Linked DNA regions of Mus musculus: all the other regions are linked to region 3. Evidence: chromatin contacts called from public HiChIP or PLAC-seq and promoter capture Hi-C data. All regions are on one chromosome and are shown on one strand. The core of a region is the stretch at or near the end of the contact, and the rest is flanking DNA. Distances in the headings are between cores, read along the strand shown.

Region 1 (2,700 bases), core at 49-2,548, 490 kb before region 3:
CACAAAGAGCCACTCTGCCACCGCCCTGCCCTCCCCTCCCCCCTCACGGAAACACGGCATTTTTGCGTAATTCCATCGCTCCTCAGTAGAATTAATTGGACCTGAGAAGAATGCATGGGGCAGGAGAGGACCTTAGGATGGTCAGAATGAAAGACAGTCCTGTGAGTGGGACTTAGAAATGGACAGACTGGACAGGCAGGAAAGTGGTAGAGGTGGCCACTAAAGGCTAGTGACTGGGTAGCTGACGATGAAGAACATCCGGAGGGGATGGCGACGGGATGGTGGTCGCTCTCCGCAGTCCCACCTCAACATGGGTTCTATCACATCGGTCTTCACCAATGTCTGAAACATTGCTTAGGCCAGGGCTGCAGGCTGGAGCCACAAGGTTGGGATTGCTGGGGCTGTGTGGTCCTTTGCTGGGGATACCAGAAGAGATGGGTAAGTCGAGGCAGAGAAAGCAGATTCCTGAAACAGTAGCAGTCCTTCAGAAAGCTCCCAGGTCTCTGTCACGTGTGGGCTTCACCTTGTGGGTACAGTGGAGAGGTAAAGATGATTCTGTCTCTTGGAAGGAGCGAGGTCCCCAACATTTAAAAAGCTAGTTCAGCCAACCGGAATGGGTGGAAGACTGGACAAACTCACCCTGTGTAGTCCCGTGAGGGAAGTGGAGCAAGATTCCTCCCTCTCCCCACCCTACCATCCTTTTCTAGGCCTTTCTATGTGGGTCTGGGACTTCCTGCCAATGATGTCAGGAAAACCTAAGGTTGAGGAGGCCACAGCCTCAGCCTCTACTTGCAACCTCCCCAGGAGAGCTAGGTAAAGGGTCTTGTACCAACCAGAACCCAGATGGGGCAAGCAGGAGTTAAAAGGACAAAGAAGTCTTGGTGCTGATGGCGCCTGGCAGAGTGCTGGTCCAGATACAGGCTCTTCACCTGCCCATTGGAGTCCTCCCTGGGCTGAGCTTCTGTGGGCTCGGCCCAGACTTCCCTCTGGCCTCCAGATCTCCAGCTTCAGTCCCTTTACCGCAGACTGGTAGGTGGCTCCAAGTGGCTCATCAGAAGGGACCGTGCTTCCTCCTCCCGGGACAGATCTGGACTCCGGAGTCCTGGAGCCAGAAGCTGGTGCATCACTCTCAGGAGCGTTATCTCCGCGGTCGCCATCCCCACCTCCGCACTGCTGGAGCTGACAGGTAGCCCAGAGGGAAGCAGAGAGAAGGAGGGGTGCAGGGGGCGGGAGAAGGAGGGTGGAGCCGCCGGCGCGCCCCCTCCTTCGGGGCTGGCGGGCGGCGCGGCGCGGCGGCAGAGGCGGCGGGCGCACGAAGAGAGCCGCAGCCAGCCCAGCTCCTCTCCGGCTGAGGCCGGGATTTGCTCCCGACCCCTCCCTCGGTCCTCGCCCGGCCCAGACGCGCACCTGCCGGGTAAGTGTCATTCGGGCCCGCCGCCTCCGAGGACATCATCACAGCCACCTCCGAGGCCACCGCGGCTGCCGAGCCGAGCTTCTCGGCTTTGTCTCTGTCCTCCCGGCTCTGGCTCCAGCTGCGGCTGCGGCTGCGACTCCAGGACTCGGCTCTCAAGCTCCGCTGACTGCGCCGCGCGACGCAAGAGATTGAGCTCAGGGCTGGCGCAGCAAAGGGGGTGAAACTTCTCCCAACTTTGGATTCTGGGGAGAACCTGTTGACGACAGGGATGGCCCGGGGCGTTGATGGGTGGCAAATGATGAAACCAGTCTCTGGTTTTCCATCTGGGCCGTCGGGGTTGGGGAGTCGGGTGGGGGAAAGATGGGGAATGGAGAGGGCTGCTGCTTGGGGAAGGGACTTGTGGGCTTTGGAGCCATTGAAGAGAAACAGCCAGAGGGTGGCTTGAGAGTGGTCCTGCAGACTTCCCCGAGGACGAAGTTTGGGTGTCTGGTCGCTTTTAGTTCGGAGAACTGAAGGAGGCTTCAGGGTCCGCAGAGAGGCGCCCCTGACCACACCTCCTTTCTCCGGCCTCTGCTTCCCCCTCCCCCACCTGGCTTGTCTGGAGAGGATGATGGGCAAGAAAGGCAAAGACAAGGGAAACAGGTTGTCAGTGAAGCCCCCACTTTGTGCCCGGTGCTCTTTGGTTTTGTGTCCGAGCATCCTTACTCTGTGGTGAGCTTGTGGAGACCTGGGTAGGCAGGTTAAAGGCTACTATTCCAGTAAGAGCTGCTGGCAACTGAACCCTTCTTTCTTGGTTGACGGAGTGAAGTGGGATCCTTGGTTGTGGATCACAGGTGGCCTCCATCTTCTTAAACTAACTCCCACCCTTTGTTTTCTGGGTCCCCTCACTTTCCAGGGCCTCTCTGAGCCTGCTAATGTTCCCTTCCTACAGCTGCGACCGAGGGCCATGTGGGCTCCGACCAGAAAGCCCGCAGACAGAAGCAGCCTATAATCGACCAAACAAGGGGTCTGCAGCCAAAGCCTCGGCACAATGGAGGCCCCGTATTCCATGACAGCGCACTACGACGAGTTCCAGGAAGTCAAGTATGTGAGCCGGTGTGGCACCGGGGGCGCTCGAGGGACCTCACTGCCTCCAGGCTTCCCGAGGGGCTCAGGGCGCAGTGCTAGCGGGTCCAGGTCTGGGCTGCCCCGCTGGAATCGACGCGAGGTGTGCCTGCTGTCGGGGTTGGTGTTTGCTGCCGGCCTCTGCGCCATCCTGGCGGCCATGCTGGCGCTCAAATACCTGG
Region 2 (2,700 bases), core at 87-2,586, 260 kb before region 3:
TAGCAGCTGTTCCCATCTCCTGCTCATTCACTTCTAAGGCCTGGCAAGGACAGCCCAGCCATGTTCAATGACAGAGCAAACCTTAGAAAATTCAAATTACAAAACAAGATGCAGAATTGTGGGGTTCCAGAATCAACTAAAGCTAAAGACTCTGCCTGACAGTTTGCTAAAGAACCCATCTATCTGACAGTATGGTCTTTGACACCCATGGAAAAGCAATAACTGAACAAAATGGGTACATATTATCCAGATCCCAATTCTTTCAGTAAAGATGAACTTTCTAGGAGAGCTTGCCAGGCAGGGAGTCATACACCGTAGACCTCTCAGAGGCAGAAAGACTCTATGACGTGGTGAGTGGATTCACACTAAGAAATCAGCCACAAAACATGAAAGGATATTTAGGTTCCTTAGCTGAGATGTGATTCAGAAGAGAAATGATAGATCTTGTTTGGAAAGATTTTCACACGAGACACTGTATTTGTGCTTCAGGGCACTGAGGAGCATTAACAGGACTAACAAATGAAACATTGCAGAAAGATAACAACAGTATTTCTGATTCTTTCAGGGGAGGATTTCCTAAGAGTCACACAATCTTATGGCAGAACAGACTGCCTTTGGAGTAACAAGTTCAAATGCAATCTGGATATTCAATAAAGTGAATGCTGCAAGAGTTATTAAGAAACCAGAGGGTGAGCTTACAACTGTGGTATTCCCAGACTAATGTGAGGTCAACTGTGAGGTGTGCTGCAAGCAATCTGTTACAATCATAAAATACTGAACTGGGATTTACTGTCTTTAGATTCTGGGATATCATTACAATACCACTTTTTATTAAATATTTTCTTATGCAAAGTGAAGAATCCACATTGCTGGGGAGTGCTCCTTCTCCTTAGGTGTGTTTGGGGCTAAAGGAGCGAATCCCAGATCAGATGCATGGTAGAAGCTCTGCTTTGGAAGGGAGGTGGGGATACACCTCCTCCTCCTTTCGGTTAAATTTAACATGTTACACAATTGATTGTCTGTATCTTGCACCTGATAGGAAAGACCTGGGTGTACCCTGGAACTCTATGGAAGGAAGTGTGAGCATTGGAAAGCTCTATCTGTCTGTAGAGTTGATTTTTCACACAATAGCCATTCAGATGATTTCTGTGAGACCAAAGAAAAACATACCTTTTATACAGTATTTTATTTAAATAAACACAGATTATATAAATATGGCCAGAAAACATTATTTGCTTTTTAAAACAGTAAATATTTTCCTCTAAGTAGGAACTGACATGAACTGGTAACTAATGGAATCTGAACTTAGCCAAGGCCATCCCAATCCAAACTGGACTTGCCTATTTGCTTTTCATCTCCCTGGATAAATGATCCTGGCAGATCCAGCTGTCCCAATGGCCAACTGTGGAAGTGCCACCATAAAAATGCTTGACTGACTACCTCGGCTTTTCCCAAGACTTCGCTGGTTTCTTCCTTATGCTGTTGCCCCGCCAGATGCACAGATGTCAACTGTCTCTCTGGAATGCAAGAAATACCAAGCACATAGAAGGAAGGCTCTGATCACTTGGTGCGATGGGTGACTTCTGGGCAGCTTGGGATTCCTGTCACCTCATAATTTTTTACTACAAAGCTTTTTCATTATAAAGCTACTATTACCACATTATAAAATTTGGACAGAGAGGAAAATGGCCTATGATCCCATCTTCCTAGGAGGTTAGGTTCAATCTCTGTACTAGGTACGCTGCTTGTCTCCCCTCAGGGCTCTCCTGCTATAGCTTTATGACACCATCTACTCTTTATTTATTCTCTTGTCCTTTAAAAATAGGTTAGCAGTAATTCATATAAATGCTTATTATGAGACAGGCAACTCCATGTGGTAGCCTGATCAAAACCAGCAGCATGTCCTCCTGACTTTCCAATTTCTACCTGTGGATATTTCCCCACCATCCAGGATGACCCACCTCTGTCTCTTCTTTGTCCCTTCTGCCACCTGTTTCCACAGATTCTTCTCTTTCTCGTCTCTGTTACCTCACTCCTCACGGATCTTGCTTATAATCTCCAGTCCAGGTCTGTATGCCTATACGTGTGACTTTTTCTGGCATTTTCCTGGCCTACCTCTTCTCCTTTTCCTTTAGTCTTTTGATAACTTATTTCTCCCTGCTGTGGCTGAATTCCTGCAGAACAATGTCTATGTGATTTTGTATGGTCTGACAAATAAAGAACATTACTTGCTGCTCATCTGCTTTTCTTGCAGCATTTTCTCCATGAAACCTTTGCCCTCACACTTGCATAGCAGAAGTGTGAAGTGGCCCTGCAGAGTGAGTGAGGAAGGACATATGCTAGCTCCCTGCTCTCCCTGCAAGTTCAAGAGTTTGAGGCTATCAGAGATAGAGAAACAGATATTAGACTTCTGCTATAAACAACTTAAAACTAGAGAGAATAAACGGAACAGCTGTTTTCAACCACTAACAGAGAGGAGCAATAACCCCAGGAGATGAAGGCCCAGCATCACCAGGTCTCTGCCTTGGGTACTGTTCATATTGGTGTTTTAGAGAGTAGGATCTGCAGAGAGAGGAGGCTTGTTCAAGCAAGAGGTGCACAGCAGAGCGTAATCAGAATGTAAGGCGTTGGGCCAAAGTTTGCTCTTGTAAATAGGCTGTCCTAATTTTAGATTATAGAAACACAACTGAGAGTACTGTG
Region 3 (2,700 bases), core at 177-2,676:
AAGGACTTGAAACTGATGTCTAGATCTTTCTTTGGGCAATATGCTGACTCAAATCAAACCTCACCTGTGAGTCATTTCCCAAACGAAAGGCTGGAAGGAGCTTGTGGTCCTCATTTGGAGTCTTTGGGTTGCATGCTAGGAAAGGACGAGGAAGTAGACGGCACACTCAGTACACTCTTGCTTCCTCTGTATCCTCCAGAAGCATTGGGTCCTCTAGACCCATGTCCATCCCAGCAGTCTTCCCACTACCCTCTCTTCCCACTTCCCTTTCTCTGTAAGAAGCTAACTGGCTCCTGCTTCTCGTCCTCTCTCCCAGGCTCTTTGCTCCATGAGACCACAGGGACCCTGCCAACATTCATTTCCCTCGCTCAAGCCTGCATCCTGCTCAGGAGAAGGGACACAAACTCTTGCACATCACTCCATTCTTGAAACTACAAGTTCTCTCGTGGCTCTAAATTGCAGAGCTCCCTAGAGTCCGATGGACCAAGATTCCAGGTCAAGGCGAGGAATTGTGTGCAGCAGAAATAAGTGGCCCGGTCCCTATAGCCAGAAGGCAACTACAACCCCAAACTCAATGGCGATGGCCTATTGAGGCTTGGAGCTGGTTAAAACCCAGTACTGCCCATAGTTTCTTAGGGTATTCAGGACACTAAAGTGGACATCTCCACCTTCAGGAAGGGCCAGTACATCACTGAAGGAAAGCTACCTGCCTCCTAACCTCCCAACACACACACACACACACACACACACACACACACACACACACACACACACAAACTCCTGGCTCACACTCGTGGGTTGATGACATCCTCTCACTCGTGGGTATCCGAGACTTACAAGTCTCCTTTGCAGCTACAACATTCAAGCTCTCCCTCCACTTCCCACTGGGATCTACTAACCCCATCCTCTGCCGCCCCCATGTTTGAGCGTGTAGACATGGTCAGCCCTTCCACCCTGGCTAGCGCGTGGCAGCATTTGTGAAGAGTTTGGAAACAGAGCGATCTGTGTAGATTTTGGGCCGCACCAACTTTCAACCTGTGTAACTTTGCATAAAGGACATTTCTTCTAAGCCTTTGCACCTGCAGAAGGAGTACAGACACGTATCAGGAGCAGCAGATACACAGCGCAGGGACGCCTAGAAGCCTGAGTACTAGGGCGAAGCGCATTCTACAAATGGAGTTCTTTTCTGCGCGCCGCTTTGTGGCTTTGAGCGCAGCGAGCCGAGCCGCCGGCTCCTTCGGAGGTGGGATGTGGGTTGGAGCAGAAGAGGGAGCCCCCGTGGCCCCCTCCCGGCCCCCTCCCGGCCCCCTCCGGGCCGTCGATTCGGCCGCGTGCGCTGTGCCATTGGCCCTGGAGGCCCGGTGGGCGGGAAGATGACATCAGCGGCAGGTTGGATTATAAAGGCTCCAGCGGAGCCACGGACTCAGAGCGCACCCAGCCGGCGCCGCACAGCAGTAGGACCTGTGCTCGCTTGGCAATCCTGCTCCGCATCCGCCTATCCGACTGCTCACCGGCAGTCCCGGCTGCAGACCGTCTGCACACCTCGGTCCCATCGGCACCATGCACCTCTCCCAGCTGATCGCCTGCGCCCTGCTGCTCGCGCTACTCTCGCTCCGGCCCTCTGAAGCCAAGCCCGGGACACCACCGAAGGTGGGTGCTGTCGCGGGGACGCTGGGCTTGTGAGGGGCGTGGAAAGATGTGGTGCGCAGGAGGGAGCAGAGAACCCGGAAAGGCAGACCCCCTCGGACTTGCTCCCTCAAAGCGGGGACTTCTCGGGTTCATTTCCCAGCCTCGGGAGAATGTCGACACATGCACACCTCCCGTGCCCCAATGTGCCCAGCATGACCTGCGGCACGGGAAGAGCAATGGGCTCCCCGGAGGAGCAGGCAAGAAGGCTGCGTGGCAGGTGGATGCTGGACTCAGCTGTCCCGCATCGGTGGAGGCACGCTCATGGCTGAGAAGGGCCACGCCACTCTGGGCCCCGTAAAAGTCATCTATGCTACATCGGTGCACTCTTTCACCTGTCCACTCTTTTCTCCGACAGGTCCCGAGAACCCCGCCAGGGGAGGAGCTGGCGGATTCCCAGGCAGCTGGTGGCAATCAGAAAAAGGGTGACAAGACTCCAGGCAGCGGGGGAGCCAATCTCAAGGGAGACCGATCGCGACTGCTCCGGGACCTGCGTGTGGACACCAAGTCCCGGGCTGCTTGGGCCCGCCTTCTGCACGAGCACCCCAACGCGCGCAAATACAAAGGCGGCAACAAGAAGGGCTTGTCCAAAGGCTGCTTTGGCCTCAAGCTGGACCGGATCGGCTCCATGAGCGGTCTGGGATGTTAGTGCAGCTACCCCTGGCGGCGGTAAGTAACACCATCGGACGCTCCCCGCTCGCCTAGCTCTGCACCCAAGAGAGCCAAGCTCTTATCACTGTCCTTCGCAGACTGTTTGGTTTCCTCCCTGATCCCTATGTTCTGTGACCTTCCCCCAACCAATTTAGGCATGGGATCAAGTGTACCCAGACATTTGCCTGCCACCTCACATATCCCATTTTACAGATTTAAAAAACAACAACAACAAAAAAGTGAACACGGGCCAGGTCAGAGACCAGGTTCAGCCTTAGAGTACTCCATCTGGCTTCCTCTAGAAAAATAGAGACAGGCTTATGCAGTCCCAGCCTCCAAACCCACCACTGACCACTGGCCAGC
Region 4 (2,700 bases), core at 85-2,584, 420 kb before region 3:
TCTTGGAATCACTTTGTAGACTAGGCTGGCCTTGAACTCACAGAGATCCACCCACCCCTGCCTCCTAAGTGATCGAATTAAAGGAATGTGCCACAAAGTCTGGCTTGATGGATTAGGTTTTTGTTGTTTTTTTGTTTGTTTTGTTTGTTTTGTTTGTTTGTTTTTTGTTTTTTGTTTTTGTTTCTGTTTTTCAAGACAGGGTTTCTCTGTGTAGCCCTGGCTATCCTGGAACTCACTCTGTAGACCAGGCTGGCCTCGAACTCAGAAATTCGCCTGCCTCTGCTTCCCAAGTGCTGGGATTAAAGGCTGTTGTTTTGTTTTTATTGTTCTTGTTTTTGTTTGTTTTGAGTAGTGGGGTTTAAGACAGGGTTTTTCTGTGCAGGTTTGTGTAGCTGGAACTTACAGTGTAGACCAGATTGGCCTTGAACTCACAGAGATCTGCCTGTCTTTGCCCCTGGAGTGGCAGATTAAAGGTGTGCCCAGTTATTTGGTTGCTGTTGAATCAATATATTTTCTTTGTAGCACAGGCTACCCTTAAATTTTCCTGCCATGACTTAGAAGACCTGGCTTACAACCTTGGACCACCACACCTATGTGGATCACATTTCTCTGATCCACGCATCCATCAATGGGGACATGGTTTGACCCCACACTTCTTGGCCACTGTGAGCCTAGCTTACCCCCAGATTACAGGAAGGTTACACCCACAGAAGTGCTCGGAGTCTGTGCAGAGCACTCACGCTGGGATCCCTCCACCTGCCCAAGGGAATACGAGTCAACATCAAATAAGGGGAAAGCCTGCTTCTGAGCAAGACCCAGGCCTTGCCTGGTTTGGCTCAGGATTTTGGACTGCCCCCAGTCCAATTGCATTCAAACACTCAAAAGTAGCTGTGGTGCAAGTGTGGTTCTATAGGACCCATCAGCCCCATCTTTCCAATTCAACATTTCTCCTGGCCAATGCTCCTGGATACCATATCTGCCCTAGTCAGGGGAGAGGCAATTGGGGGCAAGACTAATTGGAACAAAAAGAGAAGGATGTCCATGGGAGGATCAGTGACCACTGCAGCATAAGATTAAGGCTCTTCCCTCAGACAGTAGCTGTCTCCAGCCTCCCACCTAATGTGGGGGAGATGCCTAGGACCCACCCTCAGCCACAGATTCAGGACGTTGGCCTGGACTTCCACACCTTGCCAACTTTTTACAGCCAGACAAGATTCAGTTCACAGGATAGGGTGGGGCCAGGGTAGTGCCTAAGGATTAGGGAGGGACTCTGAGCCTTTCCGGCAGGAACTAAGTCTTCGCCTATTTAAGAGGAACTCACAGAGATCTGCCTGTCTCTGCCCCTGGAGTGGCAGATTAAAGGTGTGCCCAGTTATTTGGTTGCTGTTGGAACTAAATCTTCGCCTATTTAAGAGGAACACATCAGGACCTCAGCTAGTGTTGTGGTATTGCAGCTTCTCCATCCGCCATCCTCACAGACCAGCACCCTGCCACAGCAATGTGGGGAGCCTGCTTGCTGCTGCTGGGCCTCAGCCTACAGGTGTGCCCGAGCGTCATCCCAGGTAACGAGGCTCCTCCAGGTGTTTGCTCGCTCGTCTTTGCGCTCCAGGGTCTTCAGTCTGACCCTGTCTCTGCTCTTTTCTTCGCCAGTGGAGGAGGAGAATCCAGCCTTCTGGAACCGAAAGGCAGCCGAGGCCCTGGATGCTGCCAAGAAGCTGAAGCCCATTCAGACATCAGCTAAGAACCTCGTTATCCTCATGGGAGATGGTGAGATCGTGAGGCCTGCCTATCCTGGGACTCTCCTACACCCGCCACCCGAGGAGGCCCCTGGTGGGCCTAAGGGGTTAGTCCTGATCATGTTCTGCTCCTTCAGGGATGGGGGTGTCTACAGTAACCGCTACCCGGATCCTAAAGGGGCAGCAGCAAGGCCATCTGGGACCTGAGACACAGCTAGCTATGGATCGCTTTCCACACATGGCTCTGTCCAAGGTGAGCTTGGAGACACTCGAGTCTCCACAGTGGGTGGCAAGAGCTGGTATATGGCAGGAAAGTGGTTCCCGGGAAGAATCCAGAATCCCAGGAAAAGACAAGCTCTAATGTCTACTAGTAGAGTTGAGCCGAGATTGTCTCTCCCTAGACATACAACACAGACAAGCAGATCCCGGACAGCGCAGGCACAGGTACAGCCTTTCTCTGCGGGGTCAAAACCAACATGAAGGTCATTGGCTTGAGTGCAGCTGCACGCTTCAACCAGTGCAACACGACATGGGGTAACGAGGTCGTCTCGGTGATGCACCGTGCTAAGAAAGCAGGTAGGTTGGGACAGGGTGGAAGGACCTGGGCAGACCCGGGGGTCCTGGGTGGCTCATGTGACTTTCTATAGGAAAGTCTGTGGGAGTGGTGACCACCACGTCGGTGCAGCATGCTTCTCCGGCCGGCACCTACGCGCACACTGTGAACCGTGGTTGGTACTCGGATGCACAAATGCCTGCCTCAGCGCTACAGGATGGCTGCAAAGACATCTCTACTCAGCTCATCTCCAACATGGACATTGATGTGAGCCCCAAGAGGGAGGGAGGAGGGCCGCATGGAGGTGTCACTCATCGCAGTATAGGCAGCCGGCAGCCTGGGCTCTGGGTCCTCCAGGTTATCTGAGTGGTGGGTTGGGGGTGGGTAGAAAAGACGCAGAGTCCCTTCAGA

The links. Promoter capture Hi-C pulls out the DNA fragments that hold promoters and counts their contacts. HiChIP or PLAC-seq counts read pairs in DNA pulled down with a chosen protein or histone mark.
Region 1: a promoter capture Hi-C map of embryonic stem cells shows a contact between it and region 3, with 32 read pairs. The contact joins the promoter of Ecel1 here to the promoter of Nppc in region 3. A contact is called at or near these places in 28 of 39 promoter capture datasets (the 3T3-L1 cell line, the C10 cell line, the HPC-7 cell line and 15 more), 1 of 15 datasets of contacts at CTCF or cohesin (large pre-B cells), 7 of 484 Hi-C or Micro-C datasets (bone marrow-derived macrophages, embryonic stem cells, liver and 1 more), 15 of 115 datasets of contacts at active chromatin or transcription factors (embryonic basal ganglia, embryonic forebrain, embryonic hindbrain and 6 more) and 4 of 9 other capture datasets (adipose tissue, embryonic stem cells, liver and 1 more).
Region 2: a contact with region 3 is called in a promoter capture Hi-C map of liver. The contact joins the enhancer-like site here to the promoter of Nppc in region 3. A contact is called at or near these places in 14 of 39 promoter capture datasets (the 3T3-L1 cell line, the C10 cell line, the HPC-7 cell line and 8 more), 5 of 484 Hi-C or Micro-C datasets (B cells, cerebral cortex, liver and 1 more), 8 of 115 datasets of contacts at active chromatin or transcription factors (embryonic basal ganglia, embryonic stem cells, hepatocytes and 2 more) and 2 of 9 other capture datasets (embryonic stem cells and macrophages).
Region 4: an H3K4me3 HiChIP or PLAC-seq map of embryonic basal ganglia shows a contact between it and region 3, with 7 times the contacts expected there. The contact joins the promoter of Alppl2 here to the promoter of Nppc in region 3. A contact is called at or near these places in 23 of 39 promoter capture datasets (the 3T3-L1 cell line, 3T3-L1-derived adipocytes, the C10 cell line and 15 more), 1 of 15 datasets of contacts at CTCF or cohesin (embryonic stem cells), 1 of 484 Hi-C or Micro-C datasets (bone marrow-derived macrophages), 15 of 115 datasets of contacts at active chromatin or transcription factors (the 230-238 cell line, craniofacial prominence, embryonic basal ganglia and 10 more) and 5 of 9 other capture datasets (adipose tissue, embryonic stem cells, liver and 2 more).

Annotation. Positions count from the first base shown.
Region 1 is chr1:87,154,734-87,157,433 of GRCm38.p6, reverse strand. It overlaps Ecel1 (endothelin converting enzyme-like 1), which reads left to right and starts at 1,298. Exons shown (of 18, transcript NM_001277925.1): 1 at 1,298-1,414; 2 at 2,346-2,700. The coding sequence starts at 2,445. The region is part of intron 3 of Gm33292 (a long non-coding RNA gene); the gene reads right to left.
Region 2 is chr1:86,931,812-86,934,511 of GRCm38.p6, reverse strand. All of the region lies in intron 10 of Dis3l2 (DIS3 like 3'-5' exoribonuclease 2), which reads right to left. Among named protein-coding and RNA genes, the nearest start is that of Gm41909, 5.1 kb to the right of the region's middle. Within about 2 kb of position 1,336, at least 3 of the 459 cell types and tissues checked have an H3K27ac peak or open chromatin away from gene starts, as enhancers often do. A contact at or near this core is called in liver, where this site is marked.
Region 3 is chr1:86,669,299-86,671,998 of GRCm38.p6, reverse strand. It overlaps Nppc (natriuretic peptide type C), which reads left to right and starts at 1,426. Exons shown (of 3, transcript NM_010933.5): 1 at 1,426-1,650; 2 at 2,045-2,355. The coding sequence starts at 1,561. The coding sequence ends at 2,335.
Region 4 is chr1:87,088,562-87,091,261 of GRCm38.p6, reverse strand. It overlaps Alppl2 (alkaline phosphatase, placental-like 2), which reads left to right and starts at 1,334. Exons shown (of 11, transcript NM_007433.3): 1 at 1,334-1,562; 2 at 1,651-1,767; 3 at 1,874-1,989; 4 at 2,138-2,312; 5 at 2,384-2,556. The coding sequence starts at 1,499. The region is part of intron 1 of Gm29371 (a long non-coding RNA gene); the gene reads right to left.